Regions from separate parts of the Capra hircus genome. Here region 2 is linked to region 1. Evidence: chromatin contacts called from public Hi-C data. All regions are on one chromosome and are shown on one strand. The core of a region is the stretch at or near the end of the contact, and the rest is flanking DNA. Distances in the headings are between cores, read along the strand shown. Region 1 has its middle 37 kb from the start of LYPD3. Region 2 holds the start of ETHE1 (persulfide dioxygenase ETHE1, mitochondrial).

Region 1 (5,427 bases), core at 828-3,327:
GGGGTGGTGGTGGGGTGTCAGCTGTTGGGTGATCTAGCCTGGTCTCATCGCAACAAAAGTACAGGTTGAAATGGGTGGGGGCCCCTCAATTAAGACTTAGGCTGGGGATTGGCGCTCTGTCACTTCCAACTCATTCTGCTGGTGAAAGCAGGTCCCACAGCCAACCCAGAGTCATGTAACTACAAAGTTACATGGTAAAGAGTGTGAATACGGGGAGGGGTGAGGAATCGGGGGCCAAAAGTTATCATCAGCTCAGAGATCTTGGGCTCTGCTCCCCAGCAGGAGACATCAGAGCTTGTCTCTGAGAGGACCCCAGAGAGCTCCCAGGTCATGGCTCTTTGCAGAAAACTCTCAGGCCCAGGGTGGACAGGGTTTATGTGGGGAAAGGGAAAGTGAAGTTGCTCAGTCGTGTCCGACTCTTTGCGACCCCATGGACTGTAGCCTACCAAGCTTCTCAGTCCATGAGATTTTCCAGGCAAGAGTACTGGAGTGGGTTGCCATTAGGGAACACAATAGGGAGAATGGCAGGGGGAAGAAGCTGTTGTGTCTACATTTCTCATTTGGGTGTGGCTGTCTAGAGGGAGCTGGCGGGAAGCTTGGAAGACATCCACGTTTGCTGGCTGTTGAAGAGTGAATGCCTTATTTGATCATATCATTGCATTATCTGTTTTCTAAAAATATTTATTTATTTACTTATTTTCCTTTGGCTGCCCTGGGTCTTAGTTGCAGCCTGAGCAATCTTTTATCGTGGCATTCGAATTCTTAGTTGCAGCATGTGGGATCTAGTTCCCTGACCAGGGATTGAACCTGAGTCTTAGCCACTGGCCCACCAGGGAGGTCCCTGCATTATCTGATTTGAGGTTTTTAATCTAAATATATTAATTTAGATCTATTTATCATTCAATTATACATGGGCTATGTTTTTCTGAATTTTTGTCTTTAGCTCAATGAAGCCTTGCTTTGTAAATAAAGGTGCAGATGAGGGATTCATGCATCCTAAGATCTTTGGAGTCATTTCGAAATCTTTCCTCCTAGTTCTTGTGTAAGCTTTGAGCCCTGCAAACCCACATTCCTTCTTGTGTGCCCTGCAGAAGCCACTTAATCATCCCAGCAGTTCCCTATAGCCAGATTATGATTACCTCCATTTGACGAGCGAAGAAAATTGAGTGGTTTCCACAAGTAAGTTTCCCAGAACTTTTGCTGCTTGTAAAAATGATTGGATCCAGATGATTCTAGAACTTCCCTGGGTATTTTTTTTTTTTTTTAAGCGAGGTTCACTGGGCTGTCACCCTCAGAATGGAGACAGCTGTCTGGGCACAGAGGCCTGACCGGGACGCAGGCACACTCCCATCTCTCTGGCAACACAGCATGCAGAACGGAGGGGCTGGTCTCTGCAGTTGTCATTCTTACAGGAACTGCGGGTGTGGGTTTTTCCTGACTCTTGATCTGGAGTAGCCTCCCTATTCTCAGGGCTCATAGGCTTTGAGAAAGTCAAGTCTGGAATAACAGCAATCCTTTTACAGCTAATCTGGCAAGCCCAAGCCCATTCTTTCACATTTGGAAGCTGTATCATTCATTTGGCCTTTCCAAGTGGCCTTAGTGGTAAAGAAGCCGGCTGTCAATGCAGGAGACATGAGACTTGGTTTGATCTCTGGGTCAGAAAGATCCCCTGGAGGAGGGCATGGCAACCCACACCACTATTCTTGCCTAGAGAATCCCATGGACAGAGAAGCCTGGCAGGCTGCAGTTCAGAGGGTCGCAAAGAGTCGGACAGGACTGAAGCAACTTAGCACACAGCAGCATCATGCATTTGGAGTATTAATTATTTTCCCTATGTGTTACCAATCAGAGCTCAAATTTCTTGATACTTATCTCAAAGCAGTAGGAGGTACAGGGGAGGTGCCAGCCACGCAGAGATATTATTCTGGCCCAGGGCAAAGGACCTGGGTTCAGTGTTGGGCTCTTGTAACACTGATGGTGTTCCAGGCTCTTCCCAGTCCTATCACTGCACCCAGCTTGGAGCTGGGAGGACGTTATCAGCCCACACCCTGGCACCCTCAGCCTGCGCCCACCAACCTCCCGGGAGGGCTGCCCAGGTGCAGGGACAGCCCAACGATTAGGAAGTGCTTCCAGACAGAGTCTTGAGCCAGGTTGAGTTCTGAGAGTCCCATACGTCCAATTTTTGGCAACTGCAAATATTGCTGCCAGGAACATTCTTGTCTGAGTCCTTTGGTGGACATACCTATGCCCTCCTATCCAGTATGTAGGCAGGGCTGCAAGTGCAGGGTTAAAGGATATATGTATATATATATGTTTAGCAGAATACTGAGAAACAGTTTTCTCAAGTAGTTGTATACACTTGCTGAATTTTGAACCAGGGGATCGTATTTCCTATTTAAATTAAAAAAAAAATTTAGGCGTACAGCTACAAACACCACCAAATTGCCCAGACATTGCTTACATTGAGTGTATTAGTTTCCAATCGCTGCTATAACAGCTGACCACAATCTTAATGGCTTAGAATAACACAAGTTTATTATCTTACAGTTCTGGAGGTCAGAAATCTTGCATAGGTCTTCTTGGGCTAAAATCAAAAGCCTTCTTCTTTCAAAAGAGACTTCCCTCATGGTCCAGTGGCTAAGACTTCACGCTCCCATTGCAGGGGGCCCAGGTTGTCTCTGCTCAGGGAACTAGATCCCGCATGATGCAACTAAGCGTTCGCATGCTGGAACTAAAGACCCCACAAGACCTGGTGCAGCCAAATTCATAAATATTTTTTAAAAGGGAAAAAAAAAAAAAAAAAAGGAGGCTCTAAGAAAGAATCTGCTCCTTGCCTTTTCCAGTTTCCAGAGGCTGCCTGCATTCCTTGGCTCCCAGCCACATAACTCTGACTTCTGCTTCTGTCCACACATCTCCTTCTCTGACTCTGACCCTCTTGCCTCCCTTGTATAAAGACCCAAGTAGTTACACTGGACCTTTCCTGATAATTGTCAGGATAATCTTCCCATCTCAAGATGCTTGAGTTAAGCACACCTGCAAATCCCCTTTTGCCACACAGCATCACATAGTCACAGGTCCTAGGGATTAGGATGTGGAAATTCTAGGGGGGGCATTATTCTATCTCCCGGGCTTCCCAGGTGGCACTAGTCGTAAAGAATCCACCTGCTTAATTCAGGAGACAAAAGAGGCACGGGCTCAATCTCTGGGTTGGGATGATCCCATGGATGAGGAAACTGCAACCCGCTCCAGTATTTCTGCCTGGAGAACCCCATGGACAGAGGAAGCTGGGGGCTACAGTCCACCAGGTCACACAGAGTCGGACACGACTGAAGCAGTTGAGCACGTGTGTACGCATTCTATCTCCCACACCGAGCCACAGTTTCGGTACCAACAGAAAGACTCGTGTCACCCTCTATGGGTCACAGATCTGAATCAGCACTGGCTGTGGTGGCTGTGAGTGGGCCATCAGGCTCTGGCAAAAGAACATAAAACCCAAAATGACATCTCCTGCTTGGCAAGGCTCTCCATACCCAATTGGTCCCTGCAGAAGTGGGTGGCCAGGTCTTCCCCTATTCATTACTGAGATTTCATCTCAATATTATTCCGATAATGACTTTGAGCTCTTCTTCTTCTTTTTATTTTGCCATGCTGCCCAGCTTATGGGATCTTAGTTCTTTGACCAGGGATCAAACCTGTGCCCCCTGCAGTGGAAAGGCAGAGTCCTAACCATTGGACCATCAGGGAAGTCCCAGAGCTCTTCTTCTGTACAAGGTGATGTTCTAAGAGCTTCTTGAAGACTAAGTCATTTCACATGAATGAACAACCACCACCACACTACAAATTATGATTATTCCACTGTACAAATGAGGATACTGGGGCACAGAGAAGTTAATGAATATTTCCAAGGTCACACAGCTAGGGAGTGACAAAGCTGGGATTCAGTCCCTTGTTTTGAAAGGGCTACAATCCTCTGTAGTGAGGCCAGCATCAGTGCACAGCATTTCTACCCTAGGCCTACGCTCTGCTTTCTGGAGCACACAACCTTCCACCTTCAGGAATATTTCTAAGTGAGCAATGTCGTCTTCAGTGGGTTTTCCCTCCCGGAGACTTGAGTCTTGAGGGAGGAGAGAGCCACCTTGTGGTGAGACAGGGCATCTGAAGCCCTGGGCCCCAATTCTCCATGCGTGCACCCACTGGACCAGTCCTGCATTCTGCTATTTCATGCCTTGAATGCACCAACGTATTAGTTGTTTATTCTATTCATTAAAAATTTTAAAAATTTACATTTTTAATTATTGTGTAACTTAGAGCACAAAACTGAAGTGTACAGCTCGATATATGCATATACTTATAAAATGAACTGTAGCCTGCCAGGCTCCTCTGTCCATGGAATTAGTCAGGCAGGAATACTGGTAGCCATTCCCTTCTCCATGGGATCTTCCTGACCCAGGAATTGAACCTGGATCTCCTACCTTGAAGGTAGATTCTTTACCGTCTGAGCCACCAGGGAAGCCTGGTTACATATTATATAAATATAATATATATTAAATATGTATAATATATTATATAATATATAATTATATAATATATATTATATTTTAATATAATTGTTTTATATATAATTATATTATATAATATACAATATTACATTGTGTATAACATTATACAATAATATTAATATATAATATATAAAATATAATATATTATATTTATTATATGCAATATTGTAACAGAAATGAATAATATGCAATATAATATGTATATATAATTTATAATATAAATATATATCTCTATATTATAACATTATATAATATATATAAAATATAATTACATAACATATAATATATAATGTATAAAATACAATAAATTAATATATAATTATATAATATATAATTTTCATTATATAATATAATATATTGTTTATATAATATATTATTATATTTACATTATAATAATTTATATAATATTTAAACTGTTATTAATACAACATTATTAGTTAACAATAATTGTTAATGATTATTAATAATATTACTAATATAATACATTAATAATATATCAATGTTTATAATTTTATAATTTTATATTATATATTAATATAATATAACAATATATAAGAATATATTATAATTAATTACATAAAATATTATATTAAATATATTACAATATATAATATATAAAGTATAATAAAATAATATGATTATATATTTATATAATATAATATATAATATTTATATAATTATATATAATATAATTATATAATTATATATAATATAATTATAATATTGATTTATACTATAATAATATGTTCACATATATTATATAATATTTATATTGTATATTAATATTATATACTATACTATACTATACTATATTATTATATATAATATTATATGATATATTAATATACATTATATATTATACTGTATA
Region 2 (5,427 bases), core at 1,125-3,624, 87 kb before region 1:
GGACCCCTCTTGGCTACAGAATGGGGAATGCTAATGTATCTCATATAAAATGATGTGATACAGTTGACCTCTGAATCTCTGACCCTCTAGGTGAGGGTGGGGTGCCCTATTCTCGCTATTTATATGATTCCAAAGAGTAAACTTTCAGGCTGCCCATGACTAGACGTGTTTCTTACACCAACTCTAGGTCCTTGGTGTAAATTAACAAAAGCCATTTTTAGAGGTTCACATTCCAAAAGAGGCCAAATGATTCCAAACCCGATTTTGCAAGGCATCATGGAAAATTATGTATTTATTTGGGGCTTTCCAGGTGGCACTAATGGTAAAGAACCTGCCTGCCAATGCAGGAGACTAAGAGATGAAGATTTGATCCCTGGGTGGGGAAGATCCCCTGGAGGAGGAAATGGCAACCCACTCCAGTATTCTTGCCTGGAGAATCCCATGGACAGAGGAGCCAGTCCATAGTGTTGCAAAGAGTCAGACATGACTGAAGAAACTTAGCAAGCATTTATTTATTTATTTAGCTGCACCTAATGGCTTGTGGGATCTTAGACCTGTCAATAGTGAAAGTGCCGAGTCTTAACCCTGAACGCCCAGGGAATTCTGGGAAATTATTTTTTTTAATGATTTTTTTCCTGGGAAGAGATAAACATTCCGGATAAAATACTTAAGCGAATTTAAAATAAACTTTAATTGGATAATATGTTGTTCTAGAACCAGGCACCCATCCAACAGCCCCTCAAGACACTAATGACATTGCGCCAAACTTTTTTTTTTTTCTAGAAATGAGTGTCCAACTGCCTGGGTTTCCTATAAAGTGGCCCCAGAGCTATGAGTGTATTGGGGTCTCTTATTGGATTTCTACTTCTCCAGAGAAAGAAGTCTGTGCTTCTCCCAATGTACCTCCCTTGACCTTTGAGTATCTTCCTGTGTTTTGTCTTTCTGATTTTTAAAAAAATTTATTTTTTATTTTATATCAGAGTAGAGTTGATTTACAATGTTGTGTTAGTTTCAGGTGAACAGCAAAGTGATTCATTTTTACGTACACACACATCCGTTCTTTTCAGATTCTTCTCGCATACAGCTTATTACAGAATGCCGAGCAGAGTTCCCTGCGCTATACAGTAGGACCTTGCTGTTTCTCTATTTTATATGTAGCAGTGTGTGTATGTTAATGCCTAATTTATCCCTCCCCTCAACCTGTCCCCCGTTGGTAAGCATACATTTGTTTTCAAAGTCTGTGACTCTGTTTCTGTTTTGTAAATAAGTTCATTTGTATCATTTTTTAAGATTCCACGTATAAGTGATAGCACATGCTATTCATCTTTCTCTCTGACTTACTTCAGGTAGTAGGATGATCTCTAGGTCTATTCATGGTGCATTATTTCATTTTTAATGGTTGAGTAATATTCCCTTTTATTTATGTGCCACACTTTCTTTATCCATTCCCCCAGCTGATGGACATTTAGATTACTTCCTGTTTTGGCTGTGGTACAGAGTGCTGCAGGGTATGTTGGAGGGCATACTTCTTTTCAAATTGTGCTTTTCTCTGGATATGTGCCCCTGGAGGGAGAATGCTGGATCATATGGTAGTTGTATTTTTATTTATTTATTTTTTTGAAGTGAAGAAGTGAAGTGAAGTCGCTCAGTCGTGTCCCACTCTTTGTGACCCCATGGACTGTACCGTACCAGGCTCCTCCGTCCACGGGATTTTCCAGGCAAGAGTACTGGAGTGGGTTGCCGTTTCCTTCTCCAGGGGATCTTCCCCACCCAGGGATCGAATCCAGGTCTTCCACATTGTAGGCAGACGCTTTTTTTCTTTTAAGGAACCTTTATACCGTTCTCCCGGAGAAGGCAATGGCACCCCACTCCAGTACTCTTGCCTGGAAAATCCCATGGACGGAGGAGCCTGGTGGGCTGCAGTCCATGGGGTCGCTAAGGGTCGGACACGACTGAGCGACTTCACTTTCACTTTTCACTTTCATGCATTGGAGAAGGAAATGGCAACCCATTCCAGTATTCTTGCCTGGAGAATCCCGGGGACGGGGGAGCCTGGTGGGCTGCCGTCTGTGAGGTCGCACAGAGGCGGACACGACTGAAGCGACTTAGCAGCATACTGTTCTCCACATAGTGGTTGTAACTCTTCCAACAGTGTAGGAGGGTTCCCTTTTCTCCCCACCTTCTCTACCATTTATTGTTCATAGACTTTTGATGATGGCCATTCAGGCCGGTGTGAGGTGACTGTTCTTTGTTTCTCCGGGTCTTGCTGTCTCCTCTCTTCAGTCTTTCCAAACTCGCCAGCCTCGCTCTGCTCAGCCCCGCCCTCGGTCCGGGCAGTCGCGGCTCCTTTAAGGCGGGCCCCGCCCCCGCCCTGCCCCTCCGGGGTCAGCCAGCGGAGCAGCGGGCTTCCGCGGGCATTCGTCCTCCGCTCCGTCCCTACTCTTCCTTGGGCACCATGGCGGGGTCTGCACTGAAGGTCGCCGGCCGACGGCTCAGTCAACACACAGGGTCTGGAGCCCCCGTTCTCCTACGGCAGGTTCGCTGTGGCTGGACCCGGGAGCAAGATTACTGGGTCCTGAGCGGGTGCAAGGGCGGAACTCCTGGGTCCTTTAAATCCGGAGAGATACCCTGGCCCCAATCCTAGATCTTGGAGGAAGTGGTGTGGGGCTAGACTCTTGAGTCCTTTAAAGGTGGTGGTGGTGGGGGTGGGGTGAGGGTGGGGTGGTTCTGGAATCCCCCGGGCTTGGGGCCGGCAACCTGCCTCTATTTCAGAATGGGTGATGGGGACCCAAATTTGGGGACGGATGGATGTTGGAATTCTTTGGTTTAGACAGTAAAACGGGTCTGGAGTTTCTGGGCCGAGATCTTAGGAAGACACTCGAGTTGAGGCCTGGGCTCCTGGGCCCGCAATGAGTGGAAGTCCGATTCTGCGCTCTTAGCTGTACCCGCCCCGTTTCCCAGATGTTTGAGTCCAAGAGCTGCACCTATACTTATCTTCTGGGGGACCGAGAGTCCCGAGAGGCGGTTCTGATCGACCCGGTTCTGGAGACAGCGCAACGAGATGCCCAGTTGGTCAAGGAGCTGGGGCTGCGGCTGCTGTATGCGGGTCAGTGTGGAGCTCCTAGGGTCTGAGGGCGCGGGGCCGCAGCTTGGAGCGGGAAGCCGGAGACCCGGACTCCTGGGTCTCAGGGCCGGCGGGGGCGGGCGCTGGGGGCTGGAATCCCGGGTCCTCTCTGTGCCCTCCCGGACCTGGCCCTCCTCTCTCTCCCAGTGAATACCCACTGCCATGCGGACCACATTACCGGCTCCGGGCTGCTCCGGTCCCTACTTCCCGGCTGCCAGTCTGTCATCTCCCGCCTTAGCGGGGCCCAGGCTGACTGGCACATTGAGGATGGAGACTCCATCCAGTTCGGGCGCTTCGTGAGTTGGATGCTGGGCCTAAGAGGGAGGTGGCCTGGACTTCCTGTGCTAAAGGGAAGTGGGGATGGAGGCCTGGGCTTCTGAGACCTGGGGTAGGAGGGGCGGCCAGGCCTGAGTTCCTATCTGTCTCTTGGAGGAGTTTCTGTCTCTGGGAGGAGGGCACCATAAACCCAGGTGGAAAAGTGGGCCAAGAGTCTCTGGCAGGTGTGCCTCTGACCGAACCCCTTAAGTCAACAACACTTAAAAGAGTTTTCTGTAACCTTGTGGCAACTCCTTTGCAGTTGGAGTCTCATAATATTTAACTGGAGCTGGAATTCCAAGGTCATAGATAGAAGAAGGTGCATCCAGCAGCCCCAGAGCAAGGACTAACTAGGGTGAGGCAAGTGAGGTGCCTCGGGCGCAACACTTAAGGAGGCGCTCATTCTCACGTCTGTGAAACGACAGGGCTGGCACCTTCCAGTGGGTGCCTCCTTAAATATTGCGCCCCTTTAGGAGCCTGCTTGCCTCACCCTAACTCCAGCCCCGCTATTGCCTCACACAGCAATGGTCTGAAGGTTCCTACCTCCTTTTTCTTGCAACCAGCAATATCAGCAGGGTTCCGGCCAGAATTTTAACCCAGGGCAATATGATGGGTGAGGAGGGTGCTAGGGGGAGTTGCCCTCAGGGGGAAGGGGAAACAGCTGGCAGAACTCATTTCTGATCAGAGTTTCGAAACACTGAAGAGAGTTTGGCTGGCTTTGTAGACAGAATGTTAGATGACAGGGTGAGGACTTTGTCTCCAGGTTTTGCTAAACGAGATCAGTCTATCTGAGTCAGAAGATTTTGTGGACATGAGGTCTGTGTGTGGGATCGGAAGGTTTATCATTACTTTTTAAATTTAATTTTTATTTTATATTGGCATTTAGTTGATTTACAATGTTGTGTTAGTTTCAGGTGTACAGCAAAGTGACTCAGTGACCCATTCTTCCCAGATTCTTTTCCCGTATCGAGTTATGACAAAATATTGAGTAGGGTTCCCTGTGCTATGCAGTAGGTCTTTGTTGGTTATCTATTTTCTGTATCAGTTCAGTCGTTCAGTCGTTCAGTCGTGTCCGACTCTTTGCGACCCCATGAATCGCAGCATCCCTGTATAGTGGCGTGTATATGTTAATCCCAGACTCCTAATTTGGGATCAGAGGGTTTAGCTCCACTGGTCACAGCTTCTTTATTTCAAGTCTTTTCCTGGAAGGAAGTAAAAAGAAAATGCATTGGACATTTATGTACACTGTGTTTAATAGGCAGGTTCTAACAAGCATTAGAGGTGTTAGAAACAGTTGGAGTTATGTGTCAAGGGGAGCCCTTTGTTATATTGGATGAGTGATGTTTTCAGTTAATCAGTGTGGAAGGCTTTAGCTATGGAAGGTTGTTTTAGTGCTTTTCTTTTTTTGGTTGTGTGGAGCAGCTTGCAGGATCTTAGTTCCCTGATCAGGGATTAAACTGGGGCCACGGCACTGGGCTTGCCTTGTGGCTCAGCTGGTAAAGAATCCACCAGCAATGTGGGAGACCTGGGTTTCCATCCCTGGGTTGGGAAGATTCCCTGGAGAAGGGAAAGGCTACCCACCCGCTCCAGTATTCTGACCTGGAGAATTCCATGGACTGTGTAGTCCCATGGGGTCACAGAGAATCGGACACGACTGAGTCAGTTTCACTTTTACTTTTCACAGCAGTGGAAGCATGGAGTCCAGTCCACTGGGCCACCAGGGAACTCTCAGTGCTTGGTTTTTTTACACAGCTTTATTGATATAGTTCACATACCATCCAGTTCACGCATTTAAAATACATATTCAGTGACTTAGTATATTCGGAGTTGCACATCCTTCACCACAATTCATTTTAGAATATTTTCCTCACTCCAGAAAGAAGATTCTGCACCCCTTAGCTGTCACCCCAGTGTGCCCTTCTTTCACTCCCATGGCTGTAGGCAACCGCTAATCTCCTTTCAGTCTCTATAGATTTGCTTATTCTGGA

The links. A called contact is a pair of places that touch in the nucleus more often than the background predicts.
Region 2: a contact with region 1 is called in a Hi-C map of blood, with 4 times the contacts expected there. The contact joins the promoter of ETHE1 here to the enhancer-like site in region 1. A contact is called at or near these places in 2 of 5 Hi-C or Micro-C datasets (both in blood).

What each region holds. Positions count from the first base shown.
Region 1 is chr18:52,650,226-52,655,652 of ARS1.2, reverse strand. No RefSeq gene overlaps it. Among named protein-coding and RNA genes, the nearest start is that of LYPD3, 37 kb to the left of the region's middle. Within about 2 kb of position 2,077, at least 2 of the 5 cell types and tissues checked have an H3K27ac peak or open chromatin away from gene starts, as enhancers often do.
Region 2 is chr18:52,737,804-52,743,230 of ARS1.2, reverse strand. It overlaps ETHE1 (persulfide dioxygenase ETHE1, mitochondrial), which reads left to right and starts at 2,374. Exons shown (of 7, transcript XM_018062515.1): 1 at 2,374-2,536; 2 at 2,962-3,106; 3 at 3,272-3,420. The coding sequence starts at 2,456.